Linked DNA regions of Mus musculus: region 1 is linked to region 2. Evidence: chromatin contacts called from public HiChIP or PLAC-seq data. All regions are on one chromosome and are shown on one strand. Each heading gives the region's core, a stretch centred on a gene start, on an enhancer-like site or on the middle of the called end of the contact. The rest is flanking DNA. Distances are from core to core; before and after follow the strand shown.

Region 1 (5,292 bases), core at 1,106-3,605, 350 kb after region 2:
CTGACAAATTAGCTCAACTCTATAATGTAAGGTGCATGAATACATGTGTGTTGTTAGCAATGAATCTTTTATCACGTGTCCTTTCTCGTGCTTGCTTTAGCAGAGCATCCTCTTTCCTGGATCTGCTTCAGCAAAGACGTTCCTTCACGTGTTTGCCCCAGCAAAACACCATCTAACCGACTTTCCAAAGAACCCTTAAGTCTCCGCTTCATATGTCTTTTACTTACACCCTCAATTGTAAGAGCTCAGAACCTCTTAGGATCTGTGCAATATTATATAAATGTGTCTAGCTTGTGTCCCAAGCATAAGTTCATAAGAAGCAGAAGTGAATCCCTGTGTCGTCATCTCTGGTCCCTCCTCTCATTAGTCAATCCTGACTCATCTCCTAAGGTTAGAGTCAAAACCTTTGCTGGTCCACTGGACACCCACAATCACGGCATGTCTACAAACCTGTAAGAGTTTAGATTGTAAGTCTGTCTCTGCCATCTGGTTCTAGGCTTCCTGAGGTCAGTTTAACAAAAAAAAAAGTTGGACTCAAAAACTCCTGTTTGTGTGTATGCGCATGCACAGGAAAGCCACCGGATAAGCACAGCTCTTGTTCCTTTGGCTCCATCCTTCCTGTTTCGCTGGCCTGGAACTTAACAAGATGGCTGGCTTGGCTTTGCTGGCCAGTGAGCTCCCAGCAGCTCTCTTTCTGCGTCTTCCTGGAGCTGCTTCCTTACGTGAATTCTGGGGATTAACTCAGGTCCTTGAGCGCTTACGTGATCACCCCAGTACCGTCCAAAAGTAACCTCAAGGATCCATGCTCCTGATATTCGCTCTCTCGAAGGCACTTAAAAACAGTGTACAGAGGGGAAGATGGAGGGAGAGAGGCCTCCACAGAGACTTGTCAGTCAGTGCTGAGAGACAAAAAACATCCTGGAGCGATTACTGGAGCTATTGCTACATAACAAACCATCCCAACACAGTCATTTATTGTCTGTTTCTGTTAGGACGAATGTTAAAAACAAATTCTGGTTTTTCTTCCCAGTCTTGCTCCCAGAATGACGACTCTGAGACTAATTATTTATTATTTAATGGCTAGGCCATAAGCTTTGGCTCATTCTCTGACTAGCTCATAACTTACTTAACCCATTCAAATTTTCCTGTGTACCACATGGTTAGTTACCTCTCTTCAGTCCTGGCCTCCTCCTCTCTCTCAGCATCTCCCTGAGTTCATTTACCTTCTGGTTTATGTCCATCTCTTCAGTCCCTCTCTCTTCTTTCTGCATCTCCTTTTATTTTCTCTCTCCTCCTGCCAGGGTCCCACCTCCTATTTCCTGCCTCAGCTCATTGGCCATCAGCTTTTTTATTGGCAGGCAATGCTTATAAGACATTTTCTTTACAGACAAGTCATTCTCTTGGGCCTCCAGCAAAGATCAGGACTGGCACATAAACATCTAAAGATGTTTCTTCAGTGTTTGGCTGTTGGTGTCGGTTTTTGGTTGGGAGCTCAGTTGAGGCTGTCACCGTAACTGCACACCACACACACACACACACACACACACACACACACACACACACACAGCCTTGTGACTTGATCTTCCTAATTGTATGGTGGCTGGGCTTCAAGAGCTCATGTCTTGAGAGCAGCCTAGGCTGAAGCCATTTTATATCTCATACCGGTGTCTCAGGAGTCACACCCCAGCAGCTCTATTGAGGTGGTTATCAAGGTGCATGTAAGCTCAAAGAGGAAGAGATGCCAGCTGTCAGTGAGGGGGTGTCAGTGTCATGTCAGCAAGGGCACACAAGGGACGGGAGTAGACCAGGGTTCAGTCTGCCACAGACATGAAGAAAGGCCACATCCCTTATCATAAGACCTGAGTGTGAAACCCTCAAGGAGATGAGAGAAGACAAAGGCTGGTGGGTTGCAGAAGAGCTCTGAGCTTTCTCTTTACTTTCAGAGAGTGAATAATTATCAGTCTGTCAACGATTACAAAGAGGGAGGCTGACTCTGGTGATGGGTTCTGTCTTCAGTGATCAGATCCTCTTCTTGCAAATCCCGAGGAGTAGGGTTCAGCTGCTGCAGCTAGAGTGGCGTGCTCGTGAGCATTCTGTTGACCCCTGTCCACATGCCCTTTCTCCTGTCCTGCCCTCACGTCTGGATGGCAATCACTCCAACACCATTCCCGTCACCATCCATCGCGGTTCACTGGCGGTATCCTGCCCCACCCCCGTCTTGTCCTCTCACCTGCTCACTGTGATTGTCTTGGGTCTGACTGGTTTCCTCCCAAGGCAGCCCTCTGACCACTCTTCAGGATGTCTGTCTCTGAGAGCCCACCACTCTTCAGCACCACAAGAACCCGTGGCCCTTTGATCCTTCCACCCTTTAGTTCCGTTCGCTGTCACCCACCCACTCATGACCTCGCTTCCTCCCCTACCCTTCCTCAGCGTAGGTCAGGAGTTCATCACTGAAAAGCGTCCCTTCGCACATGTTCTCAACTTTCTTGTCTTTCTCTCTCCTCTTTAGTTTGCCAGCAAGTCCTAAGCTGTTCAAACCAGTCTATACTCACCACAGCTGCTACCCTGTAGCCACAAGAACAGCACATGAGGGATCCTTACTGCTGTGTGTCCTCAGGCTTTGCTGGAATGAGGAAGCCGGATCAGTCAAATCACTCCTGTGCCCTTGAGCTGAGCCGCCACGTCTTTGGGTCAGAGGTCACCAGCTGCCAGGCTTTAGGTTTTAACACACACCCAGCCATATCGGGAGGATATAGAGCCTCTTCAGAAAGCACACAAGATAGAATGGACAGACTGATGGACGGACGGATGGACAGATGGGACGGATGGGTCTGGTGGCTTTCATATTAGAACCATGATGTAGCATCCTGTCTGTGGACACAATTTCCATTTCATTTTCATTTTCTGTGCATTCAGCTTTGCTCAAAGCATGATTGACATTTCCTTTCTATTCTTAGCCCAAAGCAGAAACTCACATATGCAGATTAACCAAAGGTAAAAGAACTCGTTCATTTTCCAGAGTCTTAGAAAAACCAAGAGGACTTGGGGGGTGAGGGTGGAAGGTGCTGTCCCCACGGCAGACAGACAGATCATAGTGCGCCAGAAAGGGCCGTCTTTGACTTTGGAAGGCTTTGAGATCTGGAGATATTATCACTTCAGGCAAGTTCCTTTTGCACCTGGGCCAGTGTCTCTGTGAAGCGAGGGGTCTGCTTCAGACCACTCGCGTAAGCCATCTGGACTTTTCTTTCTTTCTTTTTTTTTTTTTGGTTTTTCGAGACAGGATTTCTCTGTGTAGCCCTGGCTGTCCTGGAACTCACTTTTAGACCAGGCTGGCCTCGAACTCAGAAATCCGCCTGCCTCTGCCTCCTGAGTGCTGGGATTAAAGGCGTGTGCCACCACGCCCTGCTCCATCTGGACTTTTCGTTCTTTGTCACAGACCACTGCCACCTTCATAGTGGCTCCCGTTTTCCAGCCTTGGTTTCAAGCAGATCAGCTTTTCCACCAAGCAAAGGTTCTAGCTCAGGTCAGGGACTATGGAGGACAGGAAACTGCTCCTGCCCTTTTGGAACGCACCTTTGGCAGAGGTGGAAAGCTTGCTATAGTCTGGTAGTTAGACCACAGGATAGTAAATGTTTGAGCAAGTCTGTTCCATGTCTGATGATAACAAAAAGGAAGAGAGGATCAGTCTGCCCTTGGTTTTGCTACTGTTATGATTGTGATGTAAATATCTAATAGGTGACACCTGTGACACCTGTGAGAGGAAGTACTCTGACTTCTACTGTTGTTTTGGGTTTTGTAGATGTAGATATCTGAGTCAGGCTCTCTCTAGTGTGTACCTCTGGCTGTTCCGGAACTCAGTACATAGACCAGCAGAGCAGGCTGGCCTCGAACTCACAGAGATCCACTATGCCCAACTTTGTGTTTTTAAACTATGTCATCCAGGCTAATCTCAAACTGGAGATATTTCTGCCCAGTCCCTAGTGGCTGCTATTACAAGCATGTACCATCATATTATAGATGACTCCTTTTTTTTTTTCCTGCTGTTGCTCTGTACCCCCAGGTGGCCTTAACCTCCTGTCTCATCCTTGTAATGCTGAGATCACAAGTATGTATCACACCATTCATGACTTGGAGAGTATCCTTTTTTTTTTTTCTTTCAGAGAGTATTCTTTTTTAACTTTATGTATATGGGCATTTATTTTTTCCTACATGTGTATTTATGCATCATATGCATACCTGGTGCCTGCAGAGGCCAGAGAAAGAACATCAGACATCAGAGCCCCTGGAATTGACATTAACAGACATTTTGTAAGCTAGCATGTGCATGCTAGGAGTTGAATCTGGGTTGTAGACAAGAGCAACTGGTTTGTTCTTTAACTGCTGAGCTATCTCTCTAGCCCTAAGGAATATTCTTAAGGAATGAGTTGGACTTTACCAAAGTGTGGAGGGAGTCACAGAAAAAGACATTCTACTTACTAAAAAAGTTCCAAGGACATGGTAAATCTAGGGGAAATTTTTCATTATTTCTACATACCTGCCTATGAAACACATGGCAGCATATTAATGAAAAAAAAAAAAAGATTAGGTTGGGCTGTGGGGATGCAGGCCTTTAATCTCAGTGCTTGGGAGGCAGATGTGGGTGGAGCTCTGAGTTCTAGGTCTGCCTGAGCTAAAGAGTGCATTCCAGAAGTTCAGAGCCACACACAGAGAAACCCTGCCTTGAAAAACCAAAGAGCTGGGCATGGTGGTGCACACCTTTAATCCGGGCACTCGGGAGGCAGAGGCAAGCGGATTTCTGAGTTCGAGGCCAGCCTGGTCTACAAAGTGAGTTCCAGGACAGCCAGGGCTACACAGAGAAACCCTGTCTCGAAAAAACAAAAAGAAAAAAAGAAAATCCGAAAGAAACAAAGAAAATACATTTGAATCATATGGCTTCTTGTGATTTAGCAAAGAAAGGAAAGGAGGGAGGGAGGAAGGAAGAAACAAAGAAAGAAATGAAGGAAGAGAGAGAGAATTATTCTAAATTTGTCTGTTTGTCTGTTTGTTTGAGACAAAAAAAAAAGTCTCTCATGTCAGTGGTTCTCAGCCTTCCTGATGCTGCACCCTTTACTACAGTTCCTCGTGCTGTGGTGACCTCCCAACCATAAAATCATTTTTGTTAGTACTTCATAACCATAATTTTACTGCTGTTGTGAATCATAATATAAACATCTGGTGTGTGACACCTGTGAAAGGGGGTCTCAACCCACAGGCTGAGAAACACTGCTCTACATAGTCATGGCTGTCCTGGAA
Region 2 (5,499 bases), core at 539-3,038:
ATGGGCAGAGACATAGATAAAGAACGAGATGGGGTAGATTCATGTGAGGACATCAGAGAACCATTGTGATGACTTCCAAAGCAAGAATTCCCCAAGAAATGCTGCAGAGCCATTAGTCACTATATGGACGAAGTCTATGACAAAATTAACCCTGCTTTACACCACACAGGAAATTCAAATCCTTTCCCCTTAACTCTTAGCACTTAGGTATAAGAGGCAAAATGATAACACTATTTAAGATTATCTAGAAGAACCTCAAGACAATAAAAGGTCCTTTTTTTGATAAAAGGTTCTTAAAGAGACACAAGTGCTAATCACTGGGGAAGGGGCTATGCTCAAATCAAGAGTTATTTTTTTAAAGGATTTATTTATTTTAATATTATGTGTTTGCTTGCATATGTGTATGTGCACCAATTACACGGCTTGCAAATGCAGTGGTCAGAAGAGGGCAGCAAAACTGGGGTTACAGTTGACTATGAATAGCCAGGTGAGTGCTGGGTAAGAGCAGCAAATGCTTTTAACAACTGAGATACATCTCTACCCCTGAGAATCTCATTTAACAATAGACCCGATGTGTGTGTGTGTGTGTGGGGTGGGGGGTGATCAGGAAAAACACGAGCCAGAAGATATTTACACTATATGTAAGACCTATAACCTGCTTATGGAAGTTACTTTTTGAAAAATCTCTTCTAAGTCCAACAAATAAGTTATGAAGTACAAAGCCAAACTATCCAAAAGAGAAATATGGAGGGAAGACACCTCAAAGGGCTCACAAAGCAGGAAACGTGAATTGTTGTCTATGCACAAGTAATATTCAGGCTAATTAGCAATCAGATACTAGTTAAGACACCAATGAATACCATTTTCACCCACTGGTTTGGCAAAAATCACAAAGTATGATATCATCAAGGGCTTGGCATGTTCGTGAGTGGACTGGAATTTTCAGACTGTGTTAGTGGGAGTTTAAATACAACCAGAAGAAGTGAGTTGAATATTCATATATTTGTTGCCTAGCAATCCTACCCTGGAGACACTCTTTTGTATGTGCACAAGATTTCTGTAAGTCTATTCTGCTAGGAGAAGCTCATGTTAAATTATTTTAATACCAAGGATTGGCAATAAATAAAGTTTAGAAGGCTGCTGTCTGGGAGGTGACTAAGGAGATTAAGCCATCAGCTGAAATGATCATGTTGGTGGTATGCTGGAGGGAAGGCTCACAGGGGCTACCATTGCTCCTGAACGCCATCACTTAACTGTGTGACTCTCACATTTTTACATATATCCAATATGACATGATAATTTAAATAAAGCAGGAGACCAAGTGGCCAGTGTCTTCAGAGAGCACAGAAATATTCCAATTACCCATCTATACTCTTTGCTAATTAAGTGGCTAAGGAAATTCAGACTGTAATTTCCTGGCAGAGCCAGATGACAAACCCAGATTTTCCAACATTGTTTCCGGATACCAAAACTCGAGGCTGTGCCCTTTGCCCAAGTACATAACAAAAAGAAGTTTCCATTCTTTCTCATCTTTGTGTCTCCAAGAGCTGGCATGGCACCTAACAGATTGCTAGACCCCCATTGAATATTATTGTGGCATTCCTGTTGGCTTGATCACAAGATCTCTCTGTGGCTTACAGAGAAAAAAAAAGTATTTCTGTTTCCTGGCTCAGTGTCCTCAAACAAAACAAAGCTTTCCCGGAGGCCAAGCAGAAACCACAAGCAGAGGTGTCATTAGTGAGCGCTGCCAGAAGTCACATGTGTGGGCATCCCAGAGGAGAGATCTGTGAGAAGAAGCAGTGGAAAGACCTGGGCACTGGACTACACTTGACAGCTGGTCCCAGCAGGCCAGCCTGGCGTGACTGGCTTCCCTGGTGCAGATGCAAGGAAGAGAGCCAACCCCTGTGAATGTGTCTTTGTTGCCTCCCAGCAAAGGAGTGTCCAGAATCGGTGGTTCAGCTGTGGAAAGAGCAGAGGATGCCGTTTCTCTGCATAATAGGCTTGCATGGCTCTCAATGTGATGCCAAGTCTCTGGCAACATCACAGCTTCACCTCAGTTGACAATGTCCTGAACCTGAGGTTTCCCAGGCATCTGTTGCTCAAACTGGAGGTTCTGTTGGATCCTGTGGGCACCAGCTGTGGTATGCGTCAGTTGGTTGGACCACATTGAGTGCCAGCTGTGGTACAAGGTTCCACCTCTCCTTTCACGGTGGGCAGGTGCCCGGTACACAGGGTTGTAGAAGACAGGGAGAAATCCTGAAGAGGGTGGGTTCGCGCAATCTGCCTCTTTCCTCCAGGCGTCAGACACCACTGACCACCAGGCCAGGAGGGGGGTAAAGTCTGGGACAAGAGGGATCCCAGACCAGTTGGGACTGGGATGGAGGTGGGGACCCTGGGAGTGGGATAGTGGGGGTGGGGCTGGAAGGAAGGGGAACCTCCTTCGAGAATCTTCGTTACGATGGCTTCTTTAAGTGAAGGCTTTCTCCGATGATCTTTAATGAAGCAGCTCTCAATAGCATGTAGAGGCATTCCAGTTGCTGGGTACGCTGCCTGTGACAACCTGGTTGAGGGTCTCTGGGGTACATACTCCAAGGCAGGCATAGAGACAGGGAGAGAATTAACCCACTCCTTCCGGTCTCAAGTTTGAGATATCCCAGGTTCGAGCATGCTCCATCTCACCAGTTCAGTGCCAATTCCTTGCGGTCCGTGAGCCCCACAAGCTAGGGCATCAGTGGTGGGAATCAGCGGCTGCCTCCCTGACATGTCCTTTCCCGAAGAGGCTCTGAATACTTAACCCTGGAGCTCTCATCCTCCAGGTTTGGGGTGTCACTTGTATTTTCTTTATTATCCCCAACTCGTAATTCATCAAATGGTCTACCTCCCTCAATAGCTGTTGCTCTGTTTTGTGTGACTACAAGGTAATGAGGGAAGAGTGGGTGGGCTGAAGCTGCAATAGCACATCTGCTGGCTGGGAGCCCCCTTGACCCTTGATGCCATTCATCGTGACCACCATCCTTGACTGCACACAGATCCTTCTGTCCTATGAAGAAGCATCGCTCTCCTGCAGGCTGTGTGGAGAGCCAGAAGCTTGCTTCTGCCAGGCTAGGCAGGCTCTGCATGGAAGTCCATGGATGGATAGAGCATTGCCCACCATCGTGGGAGCTTCACCATGGTTCCCTACAACCCTGAAAGACAAACAACACCTCTCACCGTCGCTCCCTCTGCTGGGCCATTGGAGCATAGACTAACAGGAGATCAGAAGCCATTGTTTCTTAGGTGTGTAAAGTCCCATACATAGGCTGTGCGTATCCTTGTGGGGAGTTTGTATGTTGATCTGGTTTTTTTTTTTTTCCAGTTTGTGGTTTTTATAATTTTTTATTCACTGCTTTTTTTATTTATTTACATCACAAATGTTGTCCCCCTTCCTGGTCTTCCCTCTGAAAATCCCCCATCCCATCCCCCTCTCCTTTGCCTCTGAGAGGGTGCGCCCTTACCCACCCACTCCCGCCTCACCCTTCTAGGATCCCCCTACCCTGGAGAAACATGCCTCCATGGGACCAAGGAACTCCCCTCTGATGTCAGATATGGCAGTCCTCTGCTACATATGTAGCTGGAACCACAGACTCATCCATGGATACTCTTTGGTTGGTGGTTTAGTACCTGGGAGCTCTGGGGAATCGGGTTTGTTGATATTGTTGTTCTTCCTATGGGGTTGCAAACCCCTGCAGCTCCTTCAGCCCTTCCCCTAACTCTTCCATTGGGGCTCCTGGGCTCAGTCCGATGGTTGGCTGTGAGTATCTGCATCTGTCTTAGTCAGATGGTGGTGAAGTTTGACTTAATTTTATATCCAGCCACCTTGCTGAAGTTGTTTATCAGCTGTATGAGTTCTCTGGTACAATTTTGGAAGTCACATATGTATACAATCATATCATCTGCAAATAGTGATATCTTGACTTCTTCCTTTCCAATCTGTATGCCTTTGACCTCCTTTTGTTGTATAATTGGTCTAGCTAGGACTTCAAGTACTATTTGGAGAGAGAGAGAGAGAGAGAGAGAGAGAGAGAGAGAGAGAGAGAGAGAGAGAGAGAGAGAGCAACCTTGTCTAGTCTCTGATTTTTAGTGGGATTGCTTCAAGTTTCTCTCCTTTTAATTTGATGTTGGTTATTGATTTACTGTATATTGCTTTTATTTTGGTTAGGTATGTGCCTTGAATTCCTGATCTTTCCAAGACTTTTATCATGAATTGGTGTTGTATTTTGTCAAAGGTATTTTTCAGCATCTAATTGGATGATCATGTGTTTTTTTTTCTTTGAATTTGTTTATATAGTGGATTACGTTGATGGATTTCCATATATTGAACCATCCCTGCATCCCCAGGATGAAGCCTACTTGGTAATGGTAAATGGTCATTTTGATGTGCTCTCAGATTTGGTTTGCAAGAATTTTATTGAATATTTTCATATCAATATTCACAAGGGAAATTGGTCTGAAGTTTTCTTTCTTTGTTGGGTCTTTGTGTGGCTTCATGGAACAAACTAGGTAGTGTTTCTTCTGTTTCTGTTCTACGGAATAGTTTGAGAAGTATTGGTATTAGGTCTTCTTTGAAGGTCTGATAGAATTCTGCACTAAAATTATCTGGCCCTGGGCTTTTTTTGGTTGGAAGACTCTTAATGACTGCTTCTATTTCCTTAGAAGTTATAGGACTGTTTGGATGGTTTATCGGATCCTGATTTAACTTTGATACCTGATATCTGTCTAGAAAATCACCCATTTCATCTAGATTTTTCCAGTTTTTTTTGAGTATAGCCTTTTGTAATAGGATCTGATGATTTTTTAAAAATTTTCCTCAGTTTTTGTTGTTGTGTTTCTCTTTTCATTTCTGATTTTGTAAACTAGGATACTGTCTTTGTGCCCTCTAGTTAGTCTGGCTAAGGGTTTATCTATCTTGTTGATTTTCTCAAAGAACCAGCTCCTAATTTTGTTGATTCTTTGTATGGTTCTCTTTGGTTTTACTTGGTTGATTTCAACCCAGAATTTGATTATTTCCTGCTGTCTACTCCTCTTGGGTGTCTTGCTTCTTTTTGTTCTAGAGCTTTCAGATTGGCTGTTAAGCTGCCAGTGTATGCTCTCTCCAGTTTCTTTATGAGTTTTCCTCTTAGCACATTGTGTCCCATAAGTTTGGGTATGTTGTACCTTCATTTTCATTAAATTCTAACAAGTCTTTAATTTCTTTCTTTATATCTTCCCTAACCAAGTTACCATTGAGTAGAGAGTTGTTCAGCTTCCATGAGTGTGTGGGCTTTCTGTTGTTTTTGTTGTTATGGAAGACCAGCCTTAGTCTATGGTGAACTGATAGAATACATGGGATTATTTCAATCTTCTTGTATCTTTTGAGACTGGTTTTGTGGTCAATTATATGATCAGTTTTGAAGAAGGTACCATGAGGTTCTGAGAAGGCATATTCTTTTGTTTTACAGTGAAGTGTTATGCAGATATCTA

The links. HiChIP or PLAC-seq counts read pairs in DNA pulled down with a chosen protein or histone mark.
Region 1: an H3K27ac HiChIP or PLAC-seq map of T-cell acute lymphoblastic leukemia shows a contact between it and region 2, with 3 times the contacts expected there. The contact joins two enhancer-like sites. A contact is called at or near these places in 2 of 15 datasets of contacts at CTCF or cohesin (the NIH/3T3 cell line and large pre-B cells), 2 of 484 Hi-C or Micro-C datasets (the G1E-ER4 cell line and group 2 innate lymphoid cells), 3 of 115 datasets of contacts at active chromatin or transcription factors (T-cell acute lymphoblastic leukemia, pancreatic cancer cells and stem cell-derived neural progenitor cells) and 1 of 9 other capture datasets (embryonic stem cells).

The regions. Positions count from the first base shown.
Region 1 is chr17:80,172,561-80,177,852 of GRCm38.p6, forward strand. The region is part of intron 4 of Galm (galactose mutarotase); the gene reads left to right. Among named protein-coding and RNA genes, the nearest start is that of Gm51284, 20 kb to the right of the region's middle. Within about 2 kb of position 2,356, at least 84 of the 459 cell types and tissues checked have an H3K27ac peak or open chromatin away from gene starts, as enhancers often do. A contact at or near this core is called in T-cell acute lymphoblastic leukemia, where this site is marked.
Region 2 is chr17:79,823,618-79,829,116 of GRCm38.p6, forward strand. No RefSeq gene overlaps it. Among named protein-coding and RNA genes, the nearest start is that of Atl2, 70 kb to the right of the region's middle. Within about 2 kb of position 1,789, at least 74 of the 459 cell types and tissues checked have an H3K27ac peak or open chromatin away from gene starts, as enhancers often do. A contact at or near this core is called in T-cell acute lymphoblastic leukemia, where this site is marked.